Regions from separate parts of the Mus musculus genome. Here region 1 is linked to region 2. A link is a contact called in public Hi-C data. All regions are on one chromosome and are shown on one strand. The core of a region is the stretch at or near the end of the contact, and the rest is flanking DNA. Distances in the headings are between cores, read along the strand shown.

The links. A called contact is a pair of places that touch in the nucleus more often than the background predicts.
Region 1: a Hi-C map of nephron progenitors shows a contact between it and region 2, with 2.8 times the contacts expected there. The contact joins the promoter of Pcdh18 here to the enhancer-like site in region 2. A contact is called at or near these places in 4 of 484 Hi-C or Micro-C datasets (nephron progenitors, stem cell-derived neural progenitor cells and uterus) and 2 of 9 other capture datasets (adipose tissue and liver).

Annotation. Positions count from the first base shown.
Region 1 is chr3:49,754,969-49,758,721 of GRCm38.p6, forward strand. Pcdh18 (protocadherin 18) reads right to left here and starts at 2,348. Exons shown (of 4, transcript NM_130448.3): 1 at 1-2,348. The coding sequence starts at 1,896.
Region 2 is chr3:49,685,399-49,688,749 of GRCm38.p6, forward strand. No RefSeq gene overlaps it. Among named protein-coding and RNA genes, the nearest start is that of Gm23096, 28 kb to the left of the region's middle. Within about 2 kb of position 1,268, at least 19 of the 459 cell types and tissues checked have an H3K27ac peak or open chromatin away from gene starts, as enhancers often do. A contact at or near this core is called in nephron progenitors and stem cell-derived neural progenitor cells, where this site is marked.

The DNA.
Region 1 (3,753 bases), core at 1,098-3,597, 71 kb after region 2:
GTCCATGATAAAGATGTTTTCCTCATTACCAGATACTATGGAGCAGCTGAATTCAGCATTGGCACCAGAGTCCCTGTCGACCACCCTTATTCTTGTGACATGAAAACCACTTTCAGCTCCTTTGGGGATGGATATTTCTGCAGTATTATTGTGCATTGCAGGCCCTATAACCACAGGGACATTGTCATTCTCATCAATGATGGTCAGCACAACGGTGGTGTTGCTGGAGAGTTGCTTCTGACTCCCTCCATCCCTGGCTTCCACCACAAAAGTGATCTGACTCACTTCTTCATGATCAAAGATCCTGAGGGCATAGATGGCGCCATTAGAGGGGTCAATGGTTACATACGTGGTGATGGAACTTCCCAAGACAAAACTCTCCAAAATGGTGTATGTCACATGTCCGTTTTCACCAAGATCTGGATCAGTGGCTGTAACTGTGGTGATATACGCCCCTGGTGAATTATTCTCTGAGATGACAAATTCATATCGGCTCCTCTGGAAGCGAGGTGGATTGTCATTTATGTCATTGATTTGAACAGTAAAATGTCTCACTGAGGAGAGGCTTGGTGTTCCCTTGTCCTCAGCAATCACAGTCAAACTATACTCAGATCTCTTTTCTCTATCCAGAGTGGCATTGGTCAAGATCAAGTAGTTATTTTCATATGTCTTCTGAAGTTTAAAATGTCCATGCCCATGAAGCTTACAGATTATTTCCCCATTCAGCCCAGAATCCTTGTCTTGAACCCTGACGATAGCAACGAATGTATCAATGGGATCCCCTTCAAAGACATAAGATACTTCTTCTTTTCCAGGGGACATGAGATTTATGCTAATTTCAGGTTTATTGTCATTGACATCCACAACCTTAATTATAATTTTGCAATGAGCAGGAATGGAATTGGGACCCAAATCTTGGGCTTGAACGTCTATCTCATAGGACTTGGTGATTTCATAATCCACTGGCTTGAAAAGAGTCAAGTGGCCTTTTTCTGAGTCGATCTTAAAAGTCTCTATAATTTTGGGAGACACATGACTGCTGAAAGAATACACAATTCTCCCATTAGCGCCCTCATCTGGATCGGTGGCATTTAGATCAAGGAGCAAGGTTCCAACTGGGGAGTTTTCTAAGAGTTGTATTGTGTAAGAAGGCTGCTCAAAGGCCGGGCTGTTGTCGTTGGAATCCGAAATGCTGATTTTCAGGATGGAGGAGCCAGACCTCTGAGGCACTCCCATGTCGGAGGCGGTGAGCTGAAGCTCGTAGCTAGCCTTCAGCTCCCGATCCAACTCTTTCACCACTATGAGTTCAGCGTACTTGGCCCCGTCTGTCCTGGTTCGCACTTCGATATTAAAATAATCATTAGCAGAGAGCGAGTAGGTGTGGAGGGAATTTTCCCCAACATCTGGGTCGAACGCACTGTCCAGGGGGATACGAGTCCCAACTGCTGCGCTCTCCGATATCTCAATGGGAATGACGGGTCTCGAGAATTGGGGGGAATTGTCATTAATGTCCAGCACGTCCACTTCAATGTGGAACAGCTGCAGATGCTCGGTCGGCAGAGTGAGCACATCAAACTCTATCGAACAGTTCAAGTTTTTTTGGCATAGTTGCTCGCGGTCAATTTTAGCCCCTATGCTGATTTCTCCGGTATTCTCATTTACGACCAGGAGAGGAGAATTCCCCCGTGGCATGGCTCGAAAACGAACAGCAGAAGGATTTGGTAGCTTCAATAAAACATCAGCCACATCTTCTGATAGTCTAGCAATTACCGATCCGACCCTCTGCTCCTCATAAATCCTGTATTTCAGATTCTTAGCCAGGACATCGTGGCTGAAAAACGCCATCAGAAGTGCAAGTGCAAATCTAAAGTGCATTTTAGTATTCATTTGGTGCATTGGTCAGTTGCTAGATTCCCTTCTCAGGGCGAGTTAGAAGAGCCCAGCAATCCCTTCAACTTCCTCCCAGCCACTCAGAGCTCTAAGCCACATCGGGTCTCAGAGTCTTGAAAGCGACTCTTAATCACACAGCAATTAAACAGCTCGCAAACTTCAGTTTTCATACACACCGTTTGGCGACTTCCAGATAGGAGCGTGAAGTCCCTTCCTGGTAGGGGTGGCCGCTGGTCCTCCTGGCTGGGAGCAGCGTGTCACCTCGGCCTGGCTCCCCGCGTGGACTCCGTCCCCATCTATTGCAGGGTGCTGGCGGAGTCTGCAGTCTGTGTTTCCCGGGCGATTCTTGATTTTCCCCCCTTTCCTTTTCTCTGCTCCGCTGCAGACTAAACACCGGTGATTGCTGACTCCAGTCTGAAAATCTCTACAACTTCACTTCAACTCAGACAAAGCTCTTTGCCTGGCGTGTGTTGAATCGCTTCCAGCCAATCAGCGAGCTTCCAAATCCGAAGCTGCTGGAGTCACCGGAGCGAGGGAGGGCGCGCGTGGAGGGTGGGAGCGGGAGGGTGGCGGGCGCGGGTTGGGGACCCGCTAGGGGCGCGGGAGCGCGGCCGGGGGTGGGGTTCAGCCCTCCCGCCCCTCCTCCATCTCCATCCACTTTCTCCAAGCGTGCCGCGACAAAGGGGAGACAAATTACAGCAGGAGAGCGGTGTGGGGGTGGGGAGACCGGGAGGGAAGGAAAAAGAAAGGAAGAAAAAAACTTTAAATCAACTTCTGGTCGCCTGTATTTATATATGGCACATTAAATAGTTCTTGTTTTCTTAATTGATCTTTTCTTCTGCTACAAACATGTAATCATCTTGCTTTTTTCAGGGTTCCTTAACTGCTGGTTTCACTTAAAATACCTCCAAGTGAATTTTGTCGGTGGAGGAATTTAATAAAATGGGGAAACTTGCTTCTAATTATGCACACACCCCCTCCCCCTCGGCGGGTCTTTTCTCCTCCAAGGAGCAGCAAGCCGATTTTCTTGGAGCTCTGTTTTAAAGAACAGCCCAAGTGGAGAGGTTTCATTTTCTGCTTTCTTTCATCTTTACTCTTTGAAGATAAGAAAGGGGCCTATCTTGCACTCCCGATTTCTCTTAATTAGCAAGATTTAAAGGAACACCTCAGAGTTTGGAACTAATTAGCAAAAAAATTCTACCTTATTTCAGCCCTTTCTTTAGCTTGAGCAAAATTGTTCCATATATATATATATATATATATATATATATATAGCCTTGCACTTAAAAAAATCCTATTTATTTTGGGCAAAATTGATAGCTTGGGTAAAATTGGTAGCCTTCGCCTAGCGAATTCTTCCAATAGAGTACTATCTACCCATAGTGAGTTTTCACAATGAGTTCTGAGGAGACATGGACTCAATAGTTTACAAGTCAAATTTTTATAATACATACATTATTTATGAAAACAGTTTCCAGATATGTATTTTAAAAACCCAAAGGTTGTTTACACTGAGAAATAAAATGCCTGAGCTGAAAATTGCATTTTGTGTGCATCAGAGTGCTGGAAATATCTCAGGAGGTTGGTGCTGTATCCAGGTCACGGGGTTGATATGGTATTCTTATTGGGAAATATGATTATTTATGATGCTCCTTCTGCTCTGCGGCTCCTTTTAAGTTTATCACTCTGGCTCCATTCTTGCTCACCCTCCCCACCCCCCCTTTGCATTATCCCTCAGCTGTCTTCAGCTACTTGCAAATTCTGTGCTTCACAGAATCTCCATGTAACTTATTTGACATTTATTTTTCTCCTATTTTGCCCCCCAGAAACACATTTTTTTAAAAAGTAATTTTCTGATTTTTC
Region 2 (3,351 bases), core at 18-2,517:
GCACAATAAAATATAAATCTTAGGACAAAAGAAGCTGGGTGTGCCTATACCTGTGCTTGCTTGTAACCCAAGACCACAAAGCCCTGGGAACTGACTGACCACACAGGGTAGCTGAAGTGGTGAGCTTCCAGGTCAGTCCAATCTCTGCTTCAAGACCATCAGGTTGAAGGCAGTATAACAAGACACTGGATGTCCTGCTAAGCTTTCCACATGCTTGCTGATGGGCCATTGCGTGAGCAGTCTCTCACACACACACATTCACAACCACCAGCAGCACCACCACCGCTTCAAAAGTTTTTCCAGCAGTCTCTACAGCAACATATGTTTATGAAAGCACCATGGAGAGAGGGAGGTGGACATGCCAAGGATTAGAAGGGAAGAAACCTAGGACACTGGATTCTTCCTGTAATTCACCAATCTGACAACAGTGACAAAGGCCAGGCCACACAGTGTCACTTTTAACACACAATTTGAGTGTATGAACTTAATTCTCCTGGCCTCTGAATCACTCTCTAACAAGGTGATTACAGACCACCTGCTGATTGCACCCTAAATTCCCAGTGGATATTTCAGGCTCTTTATGCCCAGATGAGGTCACTGAGGATCATTCCATGGGTAAACAGTACACAATAAGTGAACAAGAAAAGTTAAGATGAAAATTCCAATACAAAAGGTAGAAAGACAAAATGAGTGTTTAGGTCCCTGCACCAAGCATCAGCCACAATCTTGAGTCTTACTGATCTGTTTATAGTTTTCATGTGGTTTTGTTTCTCTCCTTCTAAATATACCCAGCAGTCTACTTTCTGCACTTGTGTGCTGCTCTGGAGTTCTCACAGCTGCCCCTCAAAGCTGTGTTTCTGATCTTGCACTTGTAGATGCTTATAAGACCTTTCTCCCTCTGTAAGCTGTGCTGGCAAGCTCTCCTCTCTGCTGCTCAGCACATATTGTGCTTTGCCTTGAGAGCACTGTTCTAGAAGAATGAACACATCCTATGCCCTGGCCTCAGTCAGACTTCTGGGCAGATTTCATCATGGGCCAGGCTAACTACCCAAGGCCAGTGTTGTCATCATGGAATAAGTCTGATTCTCTTCCTTTGTTTTGTGCCTCTCCCAGATGACTTGCTATTTGAAGTGGCTCTGTAGAAGTTTCTGTTCAGGACATAGCTCCTCTTTGTCCTAGGTCTTTGTTGCCTCTAGGGTGAACGGTTTCAGGTTTACAGTTCGGGAAAACACTGAAGTATATTGTTCTTTGGGGGTAAAAGGTTTATGAGAAGAGTGATTAATATCTTAGGCAGACAGGAGCACAGTGTGTACTCAGAGAAGAGTTCCGTTGAGCGTGGCTTCCTTCCTTCCTAGAGACTTCAGAGGAAGTGATGTGGGAGGAGATTAATAAATAGCCTTGTTAGAATGTTGCTAAGGGTAACCAGTGAATGGTTAGATACCAAGTGTCAGGTCACTAAAATACCCTTTCCTGGCCTCCTATTGCTATGGACCCATTGCTGGGCATCCATGGGAGGAGGTGGATGAAAATATAGAGACACGGGTTGCTTTGATTTCTATAAATGTCATTGTTTAATAAAAATGAAAGTGGTTTACAAAATGATTTGGTCATGGCTAACAAGGAACAGTTTCTAATGAGACAAGGCATTACTACTACACAGAAGGACACTAAGTCACTATTTTTAATTCCTCCAGGATATTTGAACCACATACAATAAATTCCTTAGCCACCTTCCATGTATGTACAGCTATCATCAAACACCTTATGAATATTGAAGTCTTTAATATAGATAAGCATAGTTTGGAACCTGGACTCTGAGACTGAATACAATTCTGATGTCAGAGCCATACTGATCACATTTTTCAGAAAACCACTCAACCTCTTTCTACTTCAACTTCTTGTTTGCTAAACTGGCTGTCTATTGACTGAGAATAGGAGTGGGGATAGAATGCTAATCATGGAGATTACATAGGAAGACGTTTTCATGTGGGAGAGAGACCTTTGATGGACGAGCCAGCCTGGAGCAAGAGTGAGGTCAAGAGTGCAGTCGAGGTTTGTCCAAACCCCGAAAAAACATCTCTGGGATTATATACCCTAGGACATAGCCTTATGGTCTCCACCTTTCTCACCCTTGAAATGGTCACATAGCTTGGTGGCCAGGTTATAGATTAAACTTCCCCTGTCCAGCAAGCCCCTGGAATTCCTCCTCAGGCAAATGAGTCATCCCCAACACCTTAGCTCAACCAATAATGTACACTCACCCTGAAAGCTTCTATGAACTCCCGAAGATTTAAATACCCATTATTCCCCACAAATAAAGGAGCTGGCCAATGAAGCCTGCCTCCAGAGAGCAGTTGTTATGCTTACCTGTCTGTCTCTTGAGGTCTCCATCACCCCTGGTTGTTCATACCTTGCTTTCCCTATGAGGCCACTGGTCTGATCTCAGGCAATCATGCCATTAAGGGAGCGGGAACATAGTGAGAACAACACTTGCCAAGTAGTCAGCACCTACTAAATGCTAGGCTTCAGTGCTGTTACCATAGAAACGATGGCAGAAAATTGGCCATTAGTTTGACTGTCTACACATTCCCTTGAAATATTTTTAAAACACTTTGAGGTATTAGCTACTTATTTTACTCTTAAAAGTTGCCAGTTAATGGCCACAATTTCTTTCAATACTAAAAATACAGAATGATCAGGACTTTCTTCTCATGTGACTATACCTGTCAAACAGAAGCAAAGTTGTTCTTAAACTATTTGAAATTTGCATTAACAAGATGTACTTTATCTCAAACCATATGCCATAGGACATCCTAGATATTGTAAAATAAATATTTAAAAAATTTGTCAACCTCATATAGATTTTAAAGAATGATTTAATTTGTAAGTAATATTGTCAATGAATATTTTTCTCATATTATTTTATTATATATGATTATTGATATATGCATTATTTACTTCATTGTTATTTATGCTTATTTGTACAAAGAGAATATTTCAAACTTTTCTAAAATTAAGTATTCTGTGGAGAGACAAATCTAAAGTTAATCCTCATTTCAATTAATTTTATTATGTTATGCTCTATATCCTGAAGAATAAAAAAAATTGTTGAAAATAAAAACATATAACCCCCACTTCTAGAATCCATGATAAGCTCCTAATAAGGACCGAGAAAGCTTAAAAAATTGCATCTCAGAAAGCAGTCTCAGAATAAATAATCAACTTTTTACATTGTTTCTGGGCATAAAACTCAAATCTTCACTCTTGCATGGCTAACACTTTAGCAATCAGAAATTTACCCAGTCCCCTGATTAATTTTGAACACATAGCATCCAAGTATAAATTTCATGG